Linked DNA regions of Hordeum vulgare: region 1 is linked to region 2. A link is a contact called in public Hi-C data. All regions are on one chromosome and are shown on one strand. Each heading gives the region's core, a stretch centred on a gene start, on an enhancer-like site or on the middle of the called end of the contact. The rest is flanking DNA. Distances are from core to core; before and after follow the strand shown.

Region 1 (2,908 bases), core at 81-2,580, 260 kb before region 2:
TTTTGAAAATCCATAACATTCTTTGAAACAAAAAAAAACAGAAAGAAAAAGAGAAAATGGAAAAACCGGTTCAGGAACCTTCTAGAAGTTTTCCAAAACTGAACAAGAAAACCATGAAAAACCTTAGAAGGTTCCCAGAACCAGGATCACTGAAGTGCTAAATGGGCCAGCAAATGGAATCCTCCGCCACCCAGTTCTGTGCGTTTGCCCGACCATTTGCTGCAAAGAGCGGTAAATAGGGGATACCATGAACAATTTAAGAAAAACGGCCATACGTTCGAAAATCATGAATAACTTTTAGAAAAAATTTCATTTCTCTAAATTTGCAAACTATTTTAGAAACACAAACATTATTTGCAAATCCTACAAAATGAAAACAATAACAATTTTTGGAAGCAGGAACTTCTTCTGAAAAGCACGACCATTTTACAGAAATATGAGCATTTTCTCAAATTTTGAAAATTATGTTGAAAATGTGAACATTTTTTGAAATATATGAACATTTTTTGAAAAATATGAACATTTTTCAAAACATAAGAACACAAATTTGGATATTATTTTAACGGAATTTTTGACTAAATTGTAAAATTATGAACATTTTTAAAAATACTGAACAAATTTTTAAACCAAGAACATTTTTCGAATTTTATTTTTTTTGAAACATGAACAAATTTCAAATTCGTGAACAAAATTGTAAAATTATGAACATTTTTCAATTTGTGAGCAAATCTTGAAATCATAAACATTTTTTGAAATGTGAACAAATTTTTAAACATGAACAAAATTCAAATTCGGAATTTTTTTTATAAAATAATGAACATTTTTCGTGTTGTGATTTTTTTTTGAAACCGTAAACATTTTTTGAATTGTGAATGAATTTTGAAACATGAAGACATTTTAAATTTGTGAACAAAATTTTGAAGTTGTGAAGAAATTTTGAAACCTCGAACAAATTATAAAGCCTTGAACATATTTTGAATTGTGATTTTTTTATTTTATTTTAAAAAAGAACAAAATTTCAAACTGTGAAACATTTGTTAGAAAATAAACTTGACAAAAATAAAAGATTTAAAAATAGAAAAGGGAAAAAGAATACAAATGGGAGAGAAAAGAAAAATAAGAAAAATAAACAGAAAATATAAAAAAGGAAACCAATTCCGGAAACCTTATAGAAGTTTCCAAAAACCAAAAAAAGCTAGGAATCTCTAGAATATTATAAAAATCGGTGCATTCGAACACTTAAAAAGGGCCGATCCTTACGGCGGTGCTCGGTCCCTCATGTGTACGAAGCACCGACACTTTCACACAGCAAGTGGCAAATAGGCTTTTCTCCAATGCAGCGCTGAAAACGTCCGTTAACAATCCGACGCGTGTACCATCACTAGCATAGTCGTGCCCACTAGCGTGTTCTGCAGTTTTTTTAATCTGTTTTTTTTATGTTGATCTAGTAGAAAAATACACCCAGATTTTCTATTTGTTATTAAAATAAAAATAAAAATAAAAAAGTTTACAACTTTAAAGTAAAAGGTTCATCCATTTGATCAAGAGTTCATATCTTTAAAAAAAGTTCATCTATTTAAAAAAAGTTCATTGAAATTGGAAAAAGTTCGTACAATTTGGAAAAAGCTCGTTAAACTTTTAGAAAATTCATTATATTTGAACGAAAGTTCATAGAAATTCAAAACAACTTCATATATTTCTTAAAAAAGTTCATTGAACTGAAAAAGTTCATAAACCTTTAAAATGTTCATCTATTTTGATAAAATTTCATCTATTTTCAAAAATATGTTCATCAAATTTCAACAAGTTCATCGATATTCAAAACAATTCCTAGAAATTTAATATTTAAGAAAAAGTTCACCAATTTTCAAAGAAAAGTTCATCAACCTTAAAAATATACGTTGAAATTTAAAAAAAATCATCAATATTTTATAAAGTTCACATTTAAAAAAAAAATCGTCAACCAGCGCTTAGATGAGCCGGCCCATTTACGAACGTCATACACACTAGTTAACCACATGATCGGGGCCTCTACACTGACCTGGTGGCCTCGCGATGCGACGGTCCCTCACGATCGTTGACCACACGCTCACCCGTGACCCTACACCGCCCGTCGCGGCTCTTCCCCACCGGGAAAGCTCCATCACCACCCTTCATCTCCTTGTTGGCCCCGTCGCTGGGTGTCGGGCTCGTCGGTTTTGGCCGCCCTGGGCTCGCTCGCTCCAGTTGCATCGGGCTCGCCAGCTGCCAGCCGTCACCCTTGCCGTCGGATCAATAGAAGGGGTGTCTAGAGGGGCGGGGGGCGGGGGGGGGGGGGTGTGAATAAACTACTTGCATAAATTAAAATCCTAGCCTTTTCCCAATTTTAGTGGTTGACAGAGTTTTAGCATTACTAACAAGTCTAGTGCACCCTACACATGCTAGTCAACAAATATGATAGTGAAAAGTAAAGACATTGCATATGTAGTAAGGAGTAGAGTTTAGGAAGATCAAACGCAAAGAAGACACGACGATTTTTGGCGTGGTTCCAATAAGTGGTGCTATCGTACGCCCATGTTAGTGGAGACTTCAACACACAGAGGGTAACGACCGCGAGAGTCCATGGAGGGCTCCACCCACAAGGGGTCCACGAAGAAGCGTCCTTGTCTATTCCACCATGGCTTACGTCCACACAGGACTAGCCTCACTCACGACAGATCTTCACGAAGTAGGCGATCTCCTTGCCCCTACAAACTTCTTGGTTCAAATCCACAACACGAAGTAGGAGGCTCCCAAGCGACACCTAAACAATCTAGGAGGCACCACCCTCTGAAAGGTAATAGATGCGGTAGAACGATGAACTCCTTGCTCTTGTGCTTCAAAAGATAGTCTCCTCAACACTCAATCACTCTCTCACAAATTTGGCATG
Region 2 (2,721 bases), core at 209-2,708:
ATGTATATTAATATCACGAAGATACCAATTACACCCAGCCTCTGCAACAACGCAATGCCTTAATGGCATGGGATGCACACAACCTAAAAAACGAAGAAGCTAAAAAAGAAAAGTCCCGCTACAAAGATTCAGTAGTTGCAGCAGCAGCACAACCACCACCAAGACAACACCTGACGTCCAAGTACTTCAAAAACGACGCCTCCAAGAAGAAAACAGTGCACTAGCACCGTCGTCGCCCGATCGTAAATCTTGGGCTTTCACCCTGGAGATAATCCCCACTCTCAAAACAATGTCTTCAACAAGGCCAATGCGAGACCTTAGATTTTCACCATGAAAAGTAGGACCTTGAACTTCACGAGTGATGTCGCCCCCACTTACATACCACTCTTACAAATTCCGAAACTCCAAGCAAATTCCTCAATGGCGTAGGCTACAATCACCATTACTAGTCCTTCAATCTCGTTTTTTCTGACATTCTCCGCCTTTGACATCACCATAGAGGAAAGTATCTCTTGATAGAAACAAATAGCAGAGCTTCGTGCCTCTTTCTCCTTAATGGAGAATCAATGGGCACGATCGAATTCCACCCAATCCAGCAATCTCGAGGCATAACACACACATCGCCGACGGAGAGTTCCGAAACCCGCCACTCCGGCTAGATCAGAAGTACGGGCATCTTGCAGATCTTCGTCTTGGCGCAAGAGGAACCTAGGACCTTCTTCGGTGGATAGACCTTGCGACGGATATCCCCAACCATTTCATAATAGACCACACGAACAACGACGTTCATCAACAACAACGCCTTCGGAAAAGAGATGACGTCCACGCGCCACTGTCACCAGATCCAACCATAAAGGTCGGAATCCAGATCTTACCCTGAAAAATCAGTCTAAGCATATTTCATACACTAAAAAAACATCCTCGTTGTGAGGTATAACAAACTCGAATCGGACATAGGTTCTCACCATGAAGCCCGGAACCGGGTGCCCTACGCCGTGTACATCACGCACATCCTTTCTTGAATTTTGTATTGAACCAGCTAAATTAGCGAAAGCAAAGAAAATGGCTCACCATAATTAACCTTCCTTCCAACATACGTTTTGCACTACTAAATGCTAATAAACCAGATGAGATAGCAGCACATTAACATACCCGATCAAAACCAATCGTCCAGAACCCCCATGTCATCCTTTTGTTGAAGATACAATACACAGGAGCTCAGTTTTCCTTTCACAAAAACCGGCGGCGCCAGCCCCCGTGCGCGCAGGTCAAGCACGCACGCGCACCACGACGCAGACGCACCCGCACCCGGTTCCGTTCCGCGTGCGCGCCACCACTGACCCGCGCACGGGTCGTCGCGCCACGTGGCCGCGACGGGGCTCCGCTAAAGGCCACCGCGCGCCCGACCCGCTACGGCCAGCTGCTAAATAAATGGCCTCGGATCTGACCAAATCCTCCCCGTCCGGACCGCACGCCGTCTCCTCCGTTTCCATTCCGCGTCGGGAGGAGGAAACCAGGACAAAGAAAAGAAAAGAAAGGGGTCGCCGCCGCCGCCGCCGGTCCGAGGAGGAGGAGGAGGTACGAAATGGATATGGATGCGCGCTCCGCGTGCGTGCCTTCGATTAGATAGAGGGGGGAAGCGGACGGGCTCGGAAACCTCCGTTCCCTCGATCGTTTCCTTCCCTGCCTTCGTTTCGTTTCTGTTAGTGTTAGCGTGGGGATTTTGTTTAGGAGGAGATGAGATGAGAGGGTCTCCAGCCTGCGACGTTCACCTCCTTCGATGTGGGCGCTGTCGATCGTTTGGACTTCGGATTCGTTGATTCCCCCGTCGATTTCGTTTCCCCGCCCTCCATCTGTAGCCTCCCGCTGCTAGTACATGGTTGCGTCGATGATCGTTGTAGTTCCAGAGGTTATGCATATTGTGCAGCAATCTGTGTGCGTTTATGATCCAGAAGGCAGAGGAAACTTGGTTGCTTTTGGTTTTCTCTATGTGATTTGGGTTTTCTGCAAGCATTTCTCTGTTTCTGTAAATCGATCGGCAGTTTTTTCCTGTTTGTGTATCTATCTTGGAATAAATTACTATGTGGTAGAAATGATGTTTGCGCATGATATAGTTATCCAGGACCCCCAAGTGTTTTTATATTGTATGGGTGGTCCCAAACTGTCCCTTCTTTGTTTGAAGCAGGAAATTCGGCATCACTGTATCACAATCTAAACTGTTATATGGAGCTTTCGATCAAGTCATTGTCATTCAACTGCTAATTCCAATTGGTTTCGCGATAATGAACAGATGATGGCCAAGATGCAGATAGGATAATGAACAGGGTGTCTTATTTTGTTCCAGTTCTGTTGCAAAAATCTATTGATTACGTTTTAGGAAATATTTTCCAATATATTTTTTGTGAGCTTTGCTTAAAATGAAAAAACTGAAGAGCGGCCGGTTAACTTGTAGAGCCGCTGCAACGTAGTCATTTGATGTAATTTCATAAACATAGGTGGATATAGCTTCCTTGGAGTGGAGTTAAATGTTCTTAACTAACAGTAGGTGCAAAGTTGGATTGTTTGGTGCTATTGGAGATTGGTATCATTACCTTCTTCCCGTTTTCTTGCGTGAACTGTACCATTTCTACACGCGGATTTACATATTTGAGGTTACCTTTCTGACTGTTTGTCTCAACATTAGTTCGTAACTTCCATTGCATTGTGGCTGCAGAAGTGTAA

The links. Hi-C and Micro-C count contacts between places; a contact is called where the count stands out from the background.
Region 1: a contact with region 2 is called in a Hi-C map of leaf, with 2.4 times the contacts expected there. The contact joins the enhancer-like site here to the promoter of LOC123411230 in region 2. A contact is called at or near these places in 2 of 6 Hi-C or Micro-C datasets (leaf and seedling).

Annotation. Positions count from the first base shown.
Region 1 is chr7H:573,581,448-573,584,355 of MorexV3_pseudomolecules_assembly, reverse strand. No RefSeq gene overlaps it. Among protein-coding and RNA genes, the nearest start is that of LOC123407235, 140 kb to the left of the region's middle. Within about 2 kb of position 1,330, at least 3 of the 3 cell types and tissues checked have open chromatin away from gene starts, as enhancers often do. A contact at or near this core is called in leaf and seedling, where this site is marked.
Region 2 is chr7H:573,323,759-573,326,479 of MorexV3_pseudomolecules_assembly, reverse strand. LOC123411230 (E3 ubiquitin-protein ligase RLIM-like) reads left to right here and starts at 1,458. Exons shown (of 6, transcript XM_045104168.1): 1 at 1,458-1,578; 2 at 2,714-2,721.